2 separate regions of the Hordeum vulgare genome follow, and region 2 is linked to region 1. A link is a contact called in public Hi-C data. All regions are on one chromosome and are shown on one strand. The core of a region is the stretch at or near the end of the contact, and the rest is flanking DNA. Distances in the headings are between cores, read along the strand shown. Region 1 holds the start of LOC123401733 (transcription factor E2FA-like). Region 2 holds the start of LOC123403772.

Region 1 (6,109 bases), core at 388-2,887:
GGGGAGGTAGGATCCTCACGGGGCAGATTGATTTCTCGCCTGAGAAACATGATTCCTTGCCGGAGAGACTGATATCTCGCCGGAGGACCTCGCCGGACGCTTTTTTGAGCGCCTTGGGCCAAAGCGAGGTGCTAGGCCAATGCCCAGCGCTTAAGCGCGCCTAGGCGAGCGCCTAATAGCACTTTTTTGAACAGTGGATAATCCTACACCAAACTAGTTCATTAGATTCAGAGTATTTATAGACCATTGAAACAGTGTAGCCTATGACTAGTTGAAGCTTTGACCTAAACTTTATTCAGTTGAGGGCAATAAAATGTACATGATAACTATCTCCCTATCAGAGATGCATGTCTTCAACAGTTGGTAGTTCGAGCTTGCACAGAATCAGGTATAAGCGGCAAATGGAACTCAGCTGCTCTTCACTGTTACTTGCTGAAATTTGTTCAGTTGATGATATTATATTATTATTAAACTGCTCGAGGTGCTAGACACACATGTTGCATCCAGTCATCCATCATACAGGCTGCAGAGAAGGGTTGAGCACCCAAAACATACATATACCAACATAAACCGATCAATCGTTTCTGTTCGGGCTCAAACGAATTTTTGCAGAGCAAAGAATACATATAAATTGCGGTTCAACTAATTCTTACTGCCAGCCATGCCATGCCATGCGGAAGCAGTTGGCAAGTATTAATGGGACTATATATTATTACCATATGTTGCCTAAGTATCTGTTTATTCAGGACCTCGCTGCAGGCAACATGTACATGTACAGGTGACAGAACTCTTCCTCTTTGTAACATTGAAGATTTGACAGACCATTCCAATTCTTGCTGTGGCACGACAACAACAACATGACATGAATATTTATTTTGCGGATCCACGTCACACAATTAACATAGTCCATGTTTATCTAACTTGTAAATGATTGTAGGCACTGGGCATTCAAGCTTCCGAAAACAGAGACAACTTTGGGGAGGACAAGAAATTGAGAAAAAATAAGGAATCTGCAAGTGGATCCTTAAGATATACTCAAATCAGCACATACACCCAACAAAACCCTCAAGCTCAGCAACCATTTGGTGTCTACAAAAACAGCTCAAATCACGCACAAGCTCAGCAACACCAGCAAAAAAAAAACAGAAACGGATAAATCGAGAGCTCCTTGTGGAGCACAAGTATCTCACCTGCGTCCGGATAACAAGCCTCTCATCAATATCGCCGCCAACACCACCGGCGCCGATGCCGCCTGAGCCGGAGGCAGAAGGGGTAGTCGGCGCATGAAAGCGATGGTAGTCGTCGGGTGAGGCGAAGGGAGGCCGCGATGGTGTGGAGAACACCGGGGGTGGGCGCAGCGACTGCAGGATTTTCTGAGCAGCCGGCGGCCTGCCGCCCCCCGACATAAGCCCGATCTCGCGATCGCGCGCTGCGGGACCCCCAACTCCCGGGAGTGATGGGCGGCTTCGGCTTCAGAGAAGACAGGAGGGCATCGGGGGGACCGCCGGAGATGGGGTTCCGGCGGCGGCGGCGGCGGCGGCGGCGGCGGGAGGTAGGTGGGTGGGGTTAGGGAGGTGGGAAAGGAGGGGAATAGAGGGAGAGAGAAGGGGGAAGGGGGGACGAAAGAGAAAGAGAGCAGAAAACGAGGGAAGGAGGGAGGGAAATTAAGTACTAGGCGTTTGGGGTATCATCGGTGTTTGATGTGGAGGGAACCCATTAAGCAGGCTGAATTTCGAATGGGCCACTACCATCCGGAACACCACGCATAGCGGCGACGATCTGCTTCTTCCTCAATTTATGCATTCCCTATTTCGCGCTTCAGGCGTGGGTTAAAGGGGCGTCCTACATCTCGCCCGGGAGCCCCTATTTGACGCGTGAGGCGCCCTCAGTCCAGCAGCGCGAAAGTCACTAGTTAGCGAGCTTTTCTTAACAAATTTTATCTTCTTTGAAAACCTCTCAGTGAGCACTTCTATGCGTTGCCACTTGATGCGTTTTCAACCGTCCCACTTATCGTGTTCTGAGCGCTTTTTTCAGATTTTGTTTTTTATTCTTTCACATGCGTTTTCGGCTTTTAAATTATTTTTTTGATTTTTTATTTTTTTTATGTTTTGGTTTTTCACCGGTCTTGCTTAGCTTTTTGACGAAAAAATTACGAAAGAAGACGCGTTTTTTGTTTTTCTGCGATAGGCACGGTCTTGTCTTCGTGAGGGGCACGGCCATGCATGTCGGAAACGAAAAAAACTTGTTTTCTATTTTTTGCGAGAGCCATGGTTTTGCTTCCGCGAGAGGCACGGGTTTGTTTCCGTGGGAGAAACGGTTTCGCCTTCGCAAGAGGCATGGCTGTGCCTCTTAGAAAGGGAAAAATAACGTGTTTTCTGTTTCTTTTTACGAAAGGTATGGTTTTGCTTCCGCGAGAGGCACAATTTTGCCTTCGTGAGAGGCAAGCACGTGACTTACGGAAAGGGAACAATAACGCATTTTTCGCGAGTGACACGATTTTGTTTCTGCGGGAGGCACGATTTTGACTTCGTGAGAGGCACGGTCGTGCCTCTCGGAAAGAAAAAACGCGGAAAACGTGTTTTCTCGGTTTTTTCCTATTGTGAGAGGCATAGTTTTTTTGGTCCGATTTTTCGTGAAAAAAAAAATCGTCAAACCTATCAACATGGGATCTAGTTTTGAAGATCTAGACGCGAGAAATCCAACGGTAAAAAAGGTTCAAGATTTGGACGCATGGTTTAGGAAATAAAACATTTTGAAAATACGAATCTACGAAAAAAAACTCATCGGTTGCGACAAGTGTCACGCATTCAGTGTGCCACATATCACAACCTCGAGATGTGGGGTGATCTTTGAAAGGAGTACTGTTGGGGAACGTTACATGGGAAACAAAAAAATTCATACGCACACGCAAGCCCTATCCATGGTGATGATCATCTACGAGAGAAGAGTTTGGATCAACATACCCTTTTAGATCACTAAGCGGAAGCGTATATAACGTTGTTGATATAGTGGGACATCTTCGCGATCCAAACGCAGTCCGTCCCGCGATCTCATCACGATCTGTCCCGCGATCCCATCCCAATCTAGTGTCGAACGGACGGCACCTCCGCGTTCAGCACACGTACGGCTTGATGACGTCTTCGCCGTCTTGATCTAGCAAGAGGGGCGAAGTAGTAGGTGAATTCTGGCAACACGACGGCGTGGTGTCGATGGTGGTGAAACTATTTCCGCAGGGCTTCGCCAAGCACAACGAAAACTATGACAGTGGATGAACTAGAGGGGCGGGGTTGCCGGCACACGGCTTGGGGCAATCTTGATGTGTCCCGGGTGCTAGCCATGCCCCTCTATTTATATGTTGAGCCCTGGGTCGTTTCTTGGAGAAAGGGCCTCCTCAAAGTTGGTTTGGCACGCAAGGCAAGAGTCCTCCTCAGACTCCAGGACAAGACGCCAGGGTCCTCGGCGTCTGGCCCCAAACGCCACGGTCCATGGCGTCTGGCCCGTGGCCTTCGCAAAAATCCTTTTGCACCTTCCTAAAGCCTCGTGGGCTTTACCCCTTGGCCCGAATAAAGTGTTCTTGTACCCGAACAATTCGGGTAACATCTGAAACCCCTTTCGGTGAATTTCGAAACCATTCCGGAGACCAAACACTATTATCCCATATATCAATCTTTACCTCCAGACTATTCCGGATCTCCTCGTCATGTCCATGATCTAATCCGAAACTCCGAACAACATTTGATCACCAACATAACAACTCAACTATACTTATATCGTCACCGAACCTTAAGTGTGCAGACCCTATGGGTTCGAGAACTATGCAGACATGATCGAGACACTCTCCGATCAGTAACCAATAGCGGGACCTGGATGCCCATATTGGCTCCTACATATTCTACGAAAATCTTTAGCGGTTGAACCTCTATGTCAAGGATTTAGTTAATCCCGTATGTTGTTCACTTTGTCCATCGGTATGTTACTTGCCCGAGATTCGTTCGTCGGTATCTCCATACCTAGTTCAATCTCGTTATCGGAAAGTCTCTTTACTCGTTTCCTAATACAAGATCCCGTGACTAACTCCTTAGTCACATTGCTTGCAAGGCTTATTGTGATGTTGTATTATCGAGTGGGCCCCGAGATACCTCTCCGTCATACGAAGTGGCAAATCCCAGTCTCGATTCATGCCAACCCAACAGACACCTTCGGAAACACCTGTAGAGCACCTTTATAGTCACCCAGTTACGTTGCGACGTTTGATACACACAGGTATTCCTCCGGTGTCCGGGAGTTGCATGATCTCATGGTCATAGGAACAGATACATTGACGTGTAGAAAATAGTAGCAACAAACTGACACGATCATATGCTACGTTCATAGTTTGGGTCTTGTCCATCACATCATTCTCCTAATGATGTGATCCCGTTATCAAGTGACAACCCTTGTCTATGGCCAGGAAACCCTGACCATCTTTGATCAACGAGCTAGTCAACTAGAGGTTCACTAGGGACAGTGTGTTGTCTATGTATCCACACATGTATTTGGGTCTCCAATCAATACAATTCTAGCATGGGTAATAAACTATTATCACGAACAAGAAAATACAATAATAACTAATTTATTATTGCCTCTAGGGCATATTTCTAACAGTCTCCCACTTGCACTAGAGTCAATAATCTAGTTCACATCATTATGTGATTGTAATGAATCTAACACCCATACAGTTCCGGGGTTTGATCATGTCTTGCTTGTAAGAGAGGTTTTTAGTCAATGGGTATGAACCTTTCACACCTGTGTGTGCGTTACAAATCTCTATGTCATCCTGTAGATGTTGCTACCACGCGCCATTTGGAACTATTCCAAATGACCGCTCCACTATAAAAATCCGGTTTACTACTCAGACTTATCTGAATTAGTGTCAAAGCTTGCATCGACGTAACCCTTTACGACAAACTCTTTTATCACCTCCATAATCGAGAAAAATTCCTTAGTCCACTAGTTACTAAGGATTACTTTTGACCATTGTCAAGTAATCCATTCCTGGATCACCTTTTGTACCCCTCGACAGATTCATGGCAAGGCACACATCACGTGCAGTACACAACATAACTACTATAGAGCCTACGGCTAAGGCATAGGGGACGACCTTCGTACTTTCTCTTTCTTCTACCAAGGTCGGGCTTTGAGTCTTACTCAAACTCATACCTTACAATACAATCAAGAACTCCTTCTTTGACTGATCCATTTTGAACTACTTCAAAAACTTATCAAGGTATGTATTCATTGATAGTTTTATCAAGCGTCTTGATCTATCTCTATAGATCTTGATGCTCAATGTTCAAGTAGCTCAATCCAGGTTTTCCTTTGAAAAACTCATTTCAAACAACCCTTTATGCTTTCCAGAAATCCTACATTATTTTTGATCAACAATATGTCAATCACATATACTCATCAGAAATTCTATAGTGCTCCCACTCACTTTCCCGGAGATACAAGTTTCTCATAAACTTTGTATAAACCCAAAAACTTTGATCATCTCATCGAAATGTATATTCCAACTCCGAGATGCTTGCTCCAGTCCATAGAAGGATCATTGGAGCTTGCATACTTGTTAGCATCCTTAGGATCAACAAAACCTTCTGATTGTATCACATACAACCTTTCCTCAAGGAAACCATCGAGGAAACAATGTTTTGACATCCTATCTACAAGATTTCATAAATAATGCAGCAACTGCTAACATAATTCCAACATACTTTTAGCATCACTACGAGTGAGAAAGTCTCATCATAGTCAACTCTTTGAACTTGTCAGAAACATCTCTGCGACAAGTCGAGCTTTCTTAATGGTGACAATTTACCATCATCGTTCGTCTTCCTTTTAAAGATCTGTTTGTACCTAACAGCCTTATGACCATCAAGTAGTTCTTCCAAAGTATACACTTTGTTTCATACATGGATCCTATCTCGGATTTCATGGCCTTCGGCCATTCGTCGGAATTTGGGCCCACCATCGCTTCTCCATAGCTCGTTGGTTCATTGTTGACCAGCAACATGACCTCTAAGATAGGATTATCGTACCACTCTGGAGCAGTATGCGTCCTTGTCGACCTACG
Region 2 (6,460 bases), core at 1,552-4,051, 850 kb after region 1:
TGCTATGCTTGAGTTAATACCAGAGTTGGCAGAAGCGTACATGTTGCACTCTTACGAAAAGTTGATTCTTAATAAATGCTTGTTTGAAGCTCTAATGGAGCTGCTCATGCACATGAGGAAGGCTTGGCTGCTATTACTGCCTTGAAGTTATGCAAGTTATGCTTTCCGTACTATTTTGTATGTTGCATTTCGAACTATGTAATGTTGAACTTCAACTTATCCGAACAATTGTGTTGTTACATTTGGAACCATGTGTCGTTGAGAATTTCGAAGACCTATTTAAACTATATGTGTGTTGTATCTTGTTGGTGTAAAATTATTTTTGTGTCAATATTATATGATGTCATCCTTAATTCTAAACAATTTATGATTTTTTACTATATAATCAACCAATTATAGTCATACAACTACTGTTTTAATGCATATTCTAATGTAGATATGCAATTTTATAATTTGACATCCCACGATAATGCATTGAAACTTCAGGACATTTTCGTCATCCAAACAACCAGATTCGTATTAATGTCCACTACAAATTTCTGGCCAGCGAAGGATCTAGGGCCGAGGTCGGGGGGGCCGGTCCCACGACATGAGGACCAAACCCTACGTATAGGGTGGCAAAATACTATAGCAATCGCTACAGTGTACAAAGAGGACCGAGGCACCCCGCAGGGCTGGATCCGCCCTTGTTTGTGGCTGAATGGAACTGAAACCAATACAATATGGAGGTCTCGAATACACACATCCAAACACATCGTTAATGTAAGACCTTTTTTATCACTAGAATGCAATATAGACAAAGCCGCGGGACCTCTCCGCCAGCCGTAAAACATTACCAAAAAAGGCTTTTGTCCCGTTTTATATATAAAGTAAATCACTAGACCAAAAGTATAAACATAAAACCAAATCCACACACATACACACACATGCAACACGACCTCAAATACGGAGGTTCTAAGTCAAAAGAGAAAACAAACCAAATCCAGCCGTAGAACATTAGGCCAACTCCACCGCGCGACCCCATCTTGTCCGGGTGCGTCTGTTTGGGGTAGAACAGACGAATAGCGCGGCCTAATGCGCGGACCCAAACAAACAAATGTTTGGATTTCGTCCGTTTTCGACCCATCCCCGACCCAAACTTGCGTCGAGTTTGGGGGAAACGGACATCACGCGGACGCGCTCGCTGCACGCCCTTGTCCGCCCGTGGCCCGCGTGTCGGGGACACAAGTATTCCCATTCGATTCCAACGCCTCCACTCCCTCTCCCGCCTGCCCCGCCGACGGCGTCGCCGCTATTCTCCGGCCACCTCAGCCCCCCGCCATCCATAGCAAACCATGTCTCGACATGGCCGCCACCACGCCCGCGCTTTTGCCGTAGTTTAGGCGTCGATCGGAGGAGGTTTGGCCGTCGCCGTCGTAGCCGGCGACAGAGTGGATATGACCGCAGGCGACGTACCACGGCGGCCACGGCAGCTTCCGGCGAGTGCTCCAGAGCGGCCAGTAGCCGGCAGCCAACCACCCCTGCATCGAGGTGATCATCGCGACCTCTTTGCCACCACGACCGCAAGGTGTTCGACACTTTGCCCGCAAAGGTATGGATAGTGGTGATGAGTTTTTCTTCCACCACTTCATTTATTCATCGGACGATTCGTCATCGGATGATGAAGATCTTGTGGTGGCTGCAGTGGTGGTTCACAACCACATTCAACGACAGCTTTCTCGGTACAGGGGGTCACTCCCTGGCCATGCTCCCAACCTGAACTGCAACAGGGAGAGAGGCCAGGCCCTGCTCTATGCCGGTTACTTTGAGAACACCCCGCTCTTCAAGCCGGATAAATTCCGTCGCCGTTTTCGTATGGCAAGACATGTGTTCAATCGTATCCGAGAGGGAGTGGTTGCTCATGACCCATACTTTGAGTGCAAGATGAATGCCCTTGGCAAGCTAGGATTCTCCTCTTACCAGAAATGCGCCGCGGCCATCCGCATGCTTGCATATGGAACGTGCCAACTTTTGTGAAGACAATCTCGAACCCTCAAGGTGAGAAGAGAAAGAAATTTGCCCAAATGCAAGAGAGTGGTAGAAAGGATGTGGAACGTGCTTTTGGTGTGCTTCAATCCCGATGAGGTATCGTTCGAAACCCTGCACTGTCATGGGATGAAAGGAAGCTTTGGGATGTGATGACTGTTTGTGTGATCATGCACAACATGATCGTCGAGGACGAGGGTGATGTCAGTATCTTCGACCAAGGATTTGATTATCAAGGTGAAAATGTTGAGCCCCTGCACCAAGAACCGACCATGTTTCAACCATTTGTCCAGTCCCATCGTGAGCTGCGTGATTGACATACTCATTTAGATCTTCAAAATGACTTGGTTGAACACATGTGGGATCATATTGACAATCAATAGATGTATTTGTTCATTTTATGTTCATTTAAGACGATTTTGATTTTGTTGTAAAACTATTTTATTTAGAGACAATTTCGATTGGGTTGATGTGCAAACTTGTTTTGATATGAAAATATGAGCATTTTAGACCCTGGCGGACATGATAGGGCAAACGGATGCAGCCGCGCGCTAGGCGCATGACCAGCGCATCCCAGGACAGGTCCGGACACGATCCCGTTGTCCTATTCAAACAGACAAAATCTGAACAAATCGTTTAGATTCGTGCGATGGAGTTGACCTAGGAAAGTTGAGCTTCCGTCCCCGCCTCGGTCCCTAAAACTAAGGGGCGCAAAAAATGGAAACGAGCCCCCCAACGGACGTCAGCATCCAGTAGCGAAAACCAGTAGAGCGGCCGCGGCCGCGCCCACCTTCGCTTTACCCAAACCCATTTCCCCTCCTATTCCAACCGCCTTCCTTCCACCTCAGCTTTCCTTCCGCTCAAAAAAAATGGCGGTCTCGCAGGTGAATTTTTCCGCCCCCAAAACCGAAACCTCCCGCCGCCGGCGCCATCGCAGCCTGCTTCGCGCTGACGAGGTCTTTTTGTGTGCGCAGTTAGAGGGGCTGCGGAAGGCGTACGCGGCAATCATGCTGAACATGGCCAAGGAGTCGGCGGCGCGGGTGCTGGCGGCGGAGCGGAGCGTGGCGGTGCTAGCCGAAGGGATTGCGGCGGCCAAGGAAGATGGCATCGCGGCTCTCGTCCGGCTCAAGGACATCATGAAGGCCAGGGTACGACTGTTCCCTCGTTCGAATCGCTTGCTCTGGTTTACTTGTTGGTTGGATGGATGATTGGGTCGGTAGTTGCGTTCGAGTCGAGTTGTATTTGCCGATGTGTGAGCGTACGGGAAGCAGGGCCGGCCCTGACACTTCAGGGCCCTGGTGCAAGTTCACATAGTGGGGCCTTTGTACATAAAATTTTAGAAGCAATTGCTTATATTTTACTCCCTCCGTTCCTAAATATAAGTCTTTTTAGAGATTTTATTAGGAGACTACATACGGATGTGTATAGACATCCGTATAGACATATTTTAGATCGTAGATACACTCATTTTACTCCGTATGTAGTCCCTTACTGAAATCTTTAAAAAGACCTATATTTAGGAATGGAGGGAGTAGTAGTTACCTAAAACACTTTCTTCTAACATTTTTTGATGCAAAGTGATTAATAATACTGTTAACATTAATTTGGTCCAGTAGATCCTTCTCAATGCATATAGTAGCTAAACCGTTCAATCTCTTGTTAAATTGTTGATCTCAAGTAATTTTTTAACAATTATAATTTTGGAAAACTACGCTCGGCAGACGCTACAATCACAAGTATAGTAAATAAAATTCGATAAGCAATAGAGATGTTTGAAATTTTTTTGTGAATAGATCCCTTTTGGATTTCTAATTTTTAAGCTGCTAGCATTGTTTTTAAGGCGTCCATGCCTAGGCGTCAAAGCGCCCAGAGAAGGCGAGGCATCGGCCTCGCCTTAGACCATGGACCAAGGCATCCAGATTCCCTTCTTGAGGCTTCCAAGTCGTCGCCTAGGCGGGGGAGGCGTCGCCTTGGTCCAATTTGGACGCCTTGGGCGGGATTGGGCGGGAACTGGTGAGTGGAGGGGTGGGAAACAGAAATTGGACGGGATTGGATAGAAATTGGAGGCCAATCTGAGGTGAAATAGATGGGAGAGAGAGTGGGGACACACCGGTGACAGAAAATCAATCCGAGAGAGAGAGAAGAGCTCTCTCCTCTCAGGCGGCCAGCCCCTCCTCCCAGATCCCGTCCGCCGGCCAAGTTTCCTCCCTCGTCCAGCTTCCTCTCCATCGCCGACCAAGCTTCCAGGCCTCTCCTCCCCTGGCGCATCCCTCCCCCAGCAGGGCAACAAAGTACGACTGCTCTGCTGCCCATGGTCTCTTTCCTCTCCGCCCCTCACTGCTCTGCTGCTTCAAAAGTGAACTAAGGCGTCGCCTCGCGCTTTAAGCGCCTAGAGCCCCCCCCCCCCCCCCCCCCCCCAAACGCCTTAAAAACCATGGCTGCTAGTTTTCTCTTTTGTCGCTTTTCATGCCCAGACATAGGTCTTTTAGATGACATGTTAGCATAAAAATATAGCACACAAACAGTACGGATAAACTAAGGCAAAAAAAGAAAAGAAACCAGAGCACCTGGAGAGTTATGGCCAGGTTGATTGGTTACTTGCTGTCTATTGTGATGTTGCTTGTCACCCTGATGAGATTGAGATGAATCCAAATCCACCAGCCTATAAACCTTCTTCGGACTCAAGTCCCCTTTTTCTCTTTCAGATCGAACATTTTTCAGTCCCCTTCTCTCTCAAGACTCAAGTATCAAGCCATTGGAAGAGGGGATCACGGGATGGCAGGGAGAATTAGATCGAGCCGAATCGGATGGGGAGAAACGAATAAACCTAGGAATACATAGAGAGGAATTTTACCGACCGCTGCAAATTTAGGAGGGGCATGTTGGAGATCAATGCAGTAATCTTCTCCTCCATTAATTTCGTCCAAAGTCTCAACGGCAGGGCGGCACACCATGGTCGCCTGATTGGGCGAAGAAGAAGAACGAGCAACGAGGAGTCGAGGAGAGAGACAGAGAGTTGAGCGAAGACGGGGAGGCGAGATGGCCTGCACTAGGAGTCTAGGATCGGTTCTTCTTTTGAGTGAATGCTGCGCTCGATGCCTCGATCGTGCACCCGCTCGGTCGCACCTTGGCCTATGTGCATACCTGGGCTGGGGCCCCTAGCAATCGGGGGCCCTGTGCGGCTGCACTAGTTGCACATGCTCAGGGCCGGTGCTGACGGGAAGTTTGGAGTTCGAGTGTTTGAGAGTTTGCGCATTTTAGGGCAGGTTTTGGGAACCGTTTGCTTAGGTTGTCCTTCGGAATTATTCTGGTTTCTGTTCGCGAGATATTGACGGCGCAAACCAAGCTTCTCCGATTTGCCTTGGAGCTTGTTTGAGAGGGTATATTCTCGCCTTGTTAACAGATTGAGAGGCGATTTCCTATGCATGATGGTAGCTACAGACCCTCTAGCATAAGTGCCCCTTTTTATATACGAGGTGTCGGATTTCAATTGCATTGGCATAAGTGCATGCTTGTGGAATAGAAATGACTGTTTCTCACTTCCTTTGTATTTTGTTTTACTTTTTGACACAAGTGTCATTTTGTTGTGTAACAATGACGTTTCTCACTTCTCTGTCCTTTTGCTTGCTGTTTGGCATAATTGCTTGTTTGCTTGCTTGACTGGTCCAAAGTCATCATATTTTAATTACAATTTTTTTCATAGTCCAAAATAATTTACCAAAATAATTAGAGATAAAAATTTGGGCCGTGTGTAGCTACCACCATGGGTAGCAAATTATTTCCGTTAACAGATTAGGGAAGCTGGAGCCTGGCGCGATTTCGTGTTTATACTTCATCCACTCTTGATGGAATTTGGAATTTGATTTGAAATGGGATTTTCTCTATCTGAATGGATTGCTGCGGTCTTCCAGAATCCAGACATCGGAAGGTTCTTGCTCTTCAGAAAATCGGCATGTTGCTCGAGTAGGACATGAGCATTAAGAAACCTTGTGATATAGTTTCTCCAAATCCGTTTGAAATATATGCGGCGTGTTCTGTCATTGCTCGCTCATCCATCAGTCCTTCTGCAGTTAGCTTTAGAAATTTTTGTCAGTCCTTCTGCAGTTAGCTTTAGAAATTTTTGCTCTCACTGGATATGGTCGCTGTGAAGCAGTCAAGGCGTTGGTTTAACTGATTAGCATGTACACAATGTCCAAGTCTCAGGGGCATACTGCTCATACTGTCGATGTTGCAGGAGGTCCAGTTATGTGCTTATATAATTACTAGCACAATGCCGTGCCTTGCTACGAAGCCATAAAAACAATGATGTGATACTATTGGCTTAGGAAATCATCCAAAGATGATGATGTCTTACGTCTATTGCATGGTTTATGATTAAAAAGGGAACGTAAATATAACAAAAGGTCATGTTATAGTCACTGATGATTTTATTAGT

Evidence for each region. Hi-C and Micro-C count contacts between places; a contact is called where the count stands out from the background.
Region 2: a Hi-C map of leaf shows a contact between it and region 1, with 6 times the contacts expected there. The contact joins the promoter of LOC123403772 here to the promoter of LOC123401733 in region 1. A contact is called at or near these places in 3 of 6 Hi-C or Micro-C datasets (leaf and seedling) and 1 of 1 datasets of contacts at active chromatin or transcription factors (embryo).

What each region holds. Positions count from the first base shown.
Region 1 is chr6H:272,421,432-272,427,540 of MorexV3_pseudomolecules_assembly, forward strand. LOC123401733 (transcription factor E2FA-like) reads right to left here and starts at 1,638. Exons shown (of 14, transcript XM_045095588.1): 1 at 1,191-1,638. The coding sequence starts at 1,406.
Region 2 is chr6H:273,268,275-273,274,734 of MorexV3_pseudomolecules_assembly, forward strand. It overlaps LOC123403772, which reads left to right and starts at 2,802. Exons shown (of 6, transcript XM_045097683.1): 1 at 2,802-2,909; 2 at 3,000-3,173. The coding sequence starts at 2,895.